Regions from separate parts of the Mus musculus genome. Here region 1 is linked to region 2. Evidence: chromatin contacts called from public promoter capture Hi-C data. All regions are on one chromosome and are shown on one strand. The core of a region is the stretch at or near the end of the contact, and the rest is flanking DNA. Distances in the headings are between cores, read along the strand shown. Region 1 holds the start of Ppp1r1a (protein phosphatase 1, regulatory inhibitor subunit 1A). Region 2 holds the start of Gtsf1 (gametocyte specific factor 1).

Region 1 (3,072 bases), core at 273-2,772, 110 kb before region 2:
TCATCACCTCTCCGTGCACATTGCACTGGGATGTGGGTAAACAGACATTGGGATCCAGGGACACTGAACATTTTCCCTACTATCCAAACAGAGCAAAAAGGCTGGGAGAAGCATTCCCAGAGTCCCATTACTTCAACAGCAAATGGAGGAGCAACTGGCTATAGAACCTTCAGGGCTGCTGAGTGGCTGCAACCTGGCCTTGCCCTGGAGAAAGCTGAGCCTGTCTGCTGTGTAAAAGGATCCCTAGGGGAGGAAGGGGGTGAGGGTGGGGCTATTTTTGGAGGGAAGAGGGGAAGGGGCCATGGAAAACACACCAGAGAACTCCAGACTGAGGTTTAAAGCTGCCCCCTAGAGTGGGGGATGACCAAGGCCCCATTCCCCTGGAGCCAAGCTTAAACCTAGATAGACCCTGCCCTCTGTTCAGTTTAAGACTACAAAGAAACTGATCTCCCCGTACTTCCATACCCCCCCTTCAGCACTATAGGCCTTCTCCTTCTCTATCTCAGTTCCACTGTGCCTCCTGAATACATTAGGAACCCTTCCACCTCTCCAGCACCCACCTCTCTCTGTCTAGTGACCCTAACCCTAGTACAGAGCACTTCAGTTCCTATGAATATCCTGTCGCCTTCACTGGTTAGTACCGAGTGGCATGTTGATCCCATACCAACCCAGTAAGTTCTTCTAGTAGTCTAACTTCCATGCCAATAGTCACGACAGAGCAGGGCAGAGCATTTTCATTGTCCTGCCAACAGTGAAAGTGGACACCAGCCATCTGTAAACAGGCCACCCCGGTGGGGTGTCCTCCACTCCCCATCCCCATCCCTGTAATCCCCTTAAAGGCCTTTCACCTACTTTGCAGCTCACAATGTAGCAAGCAGAAAGTGAAATCTATTTCACAAGCAGGATTGGCTTTCACCTCCATGGCTTCTTCTTTACCCTAAATGGCCCTCTCCCCAAGCCCTTGGTCCACTCACACTCCAAAGAGTCTTACTCTGCCGACTCTCTGAGAGCTTCCCCTCTTCTCTCTCTTGTCCAGGAGTGTTCCCTGAACAGTAGCCAAAGCTCGCACCTGCCCTCAAAGTTTTCACATCCACTCTAGTAATTGGCCTCAAGGGGAAGTTCCCTCCCAGTCTAACTTTAATCCCTCCTGCTGTGTACCTAAATCTCCTTTCAATCTTTTCTCTTTGTGAAATCTCCTTTAGATCATAAACATAATCTACCTCTGGAGCTGTGTCCTTTCTTTTTTCCAGACCATGAAACCTGCACCAGCTTGAAGAAGTTCTTGATAAAACCTTTCCACACCCACCCCCTGCCCAGAATTCTAAAATACCTGGATGCCGGCCCGCGGGTGGTCTAGGACAGCGACCAACCGGGGTCTGGATCCTTAGCTTGAGGGGCGGCGACCTGCACAGCCGCCAGCACAGCCACGACGGGGTTAAGGCTCGGGACTGGGGGAGGAGGGGGCCGGGAGGGACGGTGACGAGCCAATCCGCAACAACACAGTCCCCAAGCGGAGCGGGGCGCGCCGAGCCAGGAGCTGCAAGCCGAGCGCCGGGCTGGGGCCAGGGCCGGAGCGCAACAGAGAGGGAGCGCGCCCGCCCCAGCCCGAGGTCCGCCGCTGCCTGACCGGGAGCCATGGAGCCCGACAACAGCCCACGGAAGATCCAGTTTACGGTCCCGCTGCTGGAGCCTCACCTGGACCCGGAGGCGGCGGAGCAGGTACAGGCAGGGCGGGGCAGCAGGACTCGGCGAAGGACTGGGGACCTGGCCGTGAGACTTGAATCCCTGCCTTGCCCCAGCGCGGCACCACACCTCTTCAGGAACGCACTCGCCCAGTTTATGGGGGTCTCCATACCCTCCCCCAACAGCGAGGCCACACCTCGGTCACCAGTATGGGTCCCTGTGGCGGGTGTCTCCAAGAGCATCGTTCACTCCCAGCCCAGCCATAGGGACACGACCCCTCCTCCCTCACTGGCGACCTTACAGCCCCTCACACCCAGTCAACCCCCAGAGTTTCCCGGCTAAGTGGCATTGGTAAGCTGAAGGGTACTGCCGGGAGGATGTTGCGGGCGGGGGGCGGCGAGTGAGCAGAAGAGACAGCTCTCCTCCCCTCCGTGTCATCTGGAGGCTGAGTGTGGCACCCAAAGGGATGAGAACAGCTATGGAGGAGTTTTAGAGCAAGGACGGGGGAGGGTGGAGGGGTCTGCAAGCTGATGTTCCCTTCTGCAAGTCAGAGCACGTGGGACCTGGGTATAACTCTGCCCTATGGAGTAGGGAGTGGGGGTGAGATGCGGGGCGCAGCGCGGCGATCTGGAGCGTCTGGGCCTGGGGTCCAAGCTTAGCCACGAGCAAGCCACCAAGAAAGCTTGGCTCATCGGGTGGGAGTGCAGGGCCCTGGCCCAGCCTCCTGGCCTGGCCTATTTTTAGCTCTGAGCAGCCTGGCAGAGGCGGCAGTGTGTGAGTGAGCAGTGTGTGTCAGCGTCAGTGAGCGTATGGAAGGGGCTACTATCTGCAGCCTGCCTTCTTTTGCATTCCCTGGATTGTGAAGACCATCCCTCCCCAAGAGCATCCAGCTCCCCAGGACTCCTGCCCCCAGCCACTCACTGTCAAGCTCTCCACCTGAAAGAATCAGACCTCTGGGGATGAGCAGGAGAAAAAGGTTTCCACATTGCTAGAGCCGATTCATAGAATTGGGTGTGGATGAAAAGGGACCCAGCAGGTGTACACTTTGAAACTTCTACTTCTCAGATCCAGGGAGGAGCAGGTACCCAGCTTCTCCTCTCCCTACCTGGGGACCAAGGGGCTGGAGAGGGAGTTTGAGACCTCACACACATGAGATGAGGAGAATGAAGACTGTTTCTATGGACTATGCCTATGCCCAGAAACAGCAGATTGGCTCAGACGACTTTTGAAACAGGAAAGCAGGCCCAGAAGTGGAGACTGTGGGAGCCAGAGGTTCTGAGATCTGCCTCCCAATGGCAGACAGGACCTGACACCTGCTTCTGTTTGGTGTCAAAGGGGTTTGAAGGGGCTGGTGAGATGGCTCAGTGGGTTAGAGCACCCGACTGCTCT
Region 2 (3,406 bases), core at 274-2,773:
GTGTCGTCACCCAGCTTCATGGTGTGTCTTAAGCATTCCCCAGATGATTCTAGTACACAGACATAACCAAGAACCATTATCCTGCAATAAGAATGTCTTAAGCCCATCTCCTATCCACAAATTCTTTTCAGTGTTTTGGTTGGTTAGTTAGTGGTTTGTCCTGGTTTAGTGGGTTCGGGTTTTTTGTTTCTGTTTTGTTGTTTTGTTTTGTTTTGTTTTGTTTTTTAGTTACTCTGTGGTTTAGGCTCTCCCAACTGGTCTCCAATCCATGGCAATCCTCTTGCATCAGCCTCCCAAGTGCTGAGGTGACAGGCTTGTTGCCTCTACCCCGAAGCTCTTATTAGGTTCTTATTCTGTGAAGCATACACTTTTTAGCCTGCTGCCTGGAGAGGGTCAAAGCTGGTAATTCATCTACATATTCATCATGTAAAAATAAAATGTCACATTCCCAAGATTCTATTTACCAAAGATACCTTGGTTTTGCTATTCTGATTTCCTTTCTGTATTTAGACTCTTACCCACTAAAATGTGTCAGAAGTCTCAGTATTTCAGCAGCCAGCCAACTATAGGCTGCCTGCTAGCTTTGGACAGCACAAAATTTTCTAGCGATGTATTTTTACAACTCAATGTTTTTAAAACAGTGTTGCCAGATCTACCCACAGTGTCAACACCTTTTCAAAGGCTATAAAATTTATAGCCTAAATTTATAGTATAAAGTTTACAGTATAAATCCTTTTTCTCCCTAGTGCTTCCCCAGGTCATCTCAGGCCCTACTAATTTCTTCCTTATAGCAATTTACAGTCTACCACTTCCTGGCATATGTTGTACTCCCATTTGATCATCAGTCCAATTTAGTACCTGTTTCCCTAAGAACATTGTGGACAAGTATATTTAGGTAGGTATATAAAGTTTTAGAATGGTGTGTTTTCTAAACAAAGCTCGCAGTGTTTTGAGTTTCCTGTTTTGAGTTCTTTGACCAATCTGTCCTCTGTAGCCTAAAACTCCCTTCAGTCCCACCAACACTGTATCATACTCCCAACTATTCTGAGACTCTCGCTGCCTTTTCAATTGAGAGCCTACATGGACACAAAATCCCTGCCCGCTTTGATTTTTCTTTAAACTGTTGTACCTGTCTCCATCATTCTTCTTTTGAACTCTCAAAATCTAAATTACATTTCTGTCTCATCAACAAGTCTCTCATTTCTTTCAAGTCTCTCATCAACTTCCACAAACAAGGCTTCCTGACAAACAGCTCGCTACACCAACCAGTCCCATTCTTTCCCTGATTTTTCTAAAATGGCTGCTCAAAAGTCACCAAAGGAAGTTCTCCACCCATGTAGGACCCTTTAGGCCAGGGGAGTAGAGGAAGGTTAGTGGCTAAAAGCAAAGATGCCGAAGACCCCCAAGAAGCCGCCTTGGGCAGGAGGGTGAGCCAAAGAAAAAGGATAGCCTAGGCGTTGGCCGTGATGCACTGGGCCTGCGCAAGCCACAGTCACAGGAAGTGCGGCCACGCCCTGGCATCAGGCCGGAAGTGGGCGTTGCCGGGGCCTGGCTGTGAGGCGAAGTCGGCGGTGGGGAGAGCTTCTGGACTGAGGTAGGAAAGAGGCAAGGTGGTAGGGTCTTGGCTCGGGTCAGCCCTTGTAAGCCGTTCATGCAGATACCTTCGAAGTAGTGTCTTCCCTCACTTTTCAGCCTTAAGCCCTGAACAACAGCTGCGTCGGCCATCGTCTGCTCGACGGGCTGCCTGGTACCTTTTTCTGCCTTGTTTTCTAGGTAACCTCCTCCTGGTTCTTTTTGCTTGAATCTCCTTAAATCTGGGGTGAGGGATGAGGGGTGGGGGGTGGGGGAGTCCTTTTTTGTAAGGGGAAAGAAATTACTGTTTTACTGAGACCTGCAACTTTTTTCAGAGTTTAAACAGTAGCTTCAAATTCTCACTTTGTCCAATTCACCGACAGCCTGTTATTGGGGGAAAGGAATCAAATCACCTGTTAACAATTTGATGGGGAAGATAAGAGACAGCTGAATGATGGTGTTATGAGTTCCAGCGTCCTTGGCCTACTTGGAATCAGTCTGTTTGCTAAGAAAGAATAGGTCAGCTCTCTAAGTCGCTGAATATCTTTACTCATCTTTTTCAAAATAATAATAATAATGTAATTCTTGGTTTTTCCTTAAAACCTTTTTTTATTTTTAACAAAGTATGACATAACTGTAGTAGAAGTTCCATACGGGTTAAGATAGTTTAACTAATTCTCAGATAGTTTCCCCAATGATTGCCATTAACAAATGGGCTCTGGAGCAAAGTCCGAAACTAGAGTTTAGTTGATCACCCCTATTGCTTAACAAAGGTTCTAATGCTGCCTATGTCATAGAATGGGGGGGAAGGGGGTGTGGAATTTTTGTGAGAGGCCAAAGGAGAGCTTACCTAGAGACAACAGCTGTATGTGCATCCAATTTTCAGAAGATTCCTATGGGAGAGGTTATATACAAAATTAGTTTTCCCATAATACGTGAACTAAATCAGTGTTCAATAGAGATTCCAGTAAAAGAGAATTCAAACTCAGAGACATTTCCTCTTTTAATTTTTTTCATGTTTGTTATATTTGTTCTCTTAGATGTTCTCTATGAGCTCTTAATTTTTTTAACATTCACATATATTCCCTCAGTGCAGTTAAGTAATCAGTACTGACTAAAACAGTATTTATCTTGTTATTATATAGAAATGAGAGGAACAAAATGAAAAATGGCTAGAAAGAGAGAATATTGGTGTGACGTTTTCTGATCATGATTAAGAAAAGTTACTAAGCTGGGTATGGTTGAAAATGCCTTTAATCCCAGAACTCAGGAGGCAGAGGCAGGTGGATCTCTGTGTGTTCAAGGTCAGTCTGGTCTGCATATTGAGTTCCAGGACAGCCAAAACTATACAGAGAAACCTTGTCTCTTAAAAAAGAAGAAAAAGAAAGGTCATTAAATGAGATGTAGCTTTTATTTTACATGTGTTTGTGTGCATTTTGCCCACAGAAGCCAGAAGAGGGCATCTGATCCCCTGAAACTGGAGTTATAGGCAGTTGTAAGCCATGTGGGTGCTGAGAATCAAACCCAGATGTCACTAAGAACACCCAGAGCTCTTAACCATTTAATCATCTTTCCATCTGGAAAGAAGATCTTTAAAGTAGTTTATCCAGAAGTCTAAATACTGGTATTTTTATGACCTTGACTTGGCCCCCATTACTTATGTTAAATACCATAACCCCTAATAGCATGTAAACAGTGGCAGGTGTTGTAATACCACTTAAAATAAATTGTTATTATTGTCACCTGAATGTAGTTTGTCAGTTGTCATATTTGACCTAGCAATTTATTCCAAGAATGTGAACTATGCAGTGATGCTAAACTTAGTCATAGGAGT

The links. Capture Hi-C pulls out chosen DNA fragments and counts their contacts.
Region 1: a promoter capture Hi-C map of liver shows a contact between it and region 2. The contact joins the promoter of Ppp1r1a here to the promoter of Gtsf1 in region 2. A contact is called at or near these places in 2 of 484 Hi-C or Micro-C datasets (both in embryonic stem cells), 3 of 115 datasets of contacts at active chromatin or transcription factors (all in embryonic stem cells) and 4 of 9 other capture datasets (adipose tissue, embryonic stem cells, liver and 1 more).

The regions. Positions count from the first base shown.
Region 1 is chr15:103,536,442-103,539,513 of GRCm38.p6, reverse strand. Ppp1r1a (protein phosphatase 1, regulatory inhibitor subunit 1A) reads left to right here and starts at 1,522. Exons shown (of 7, transcript NM_021391.3): 1 at 1,522-1,719. The coding sequence starts at 1,636.
Region 2 is chr15:103,428,544-103,431,949 of GRCm38.p6, reverse strand. Gtsf1 (gametocyte specific factor 1) reads left to right here and starts at 1,523. Exons shown (of 9, transcript NM_028797.1): 1 at 1,523-1,594. It overlaps Gm52195 (a long non-coding RNA gene), which reads right to left. Exons shown (of 4, transcript XR_003951567.1): 2 at 2,423-2,465.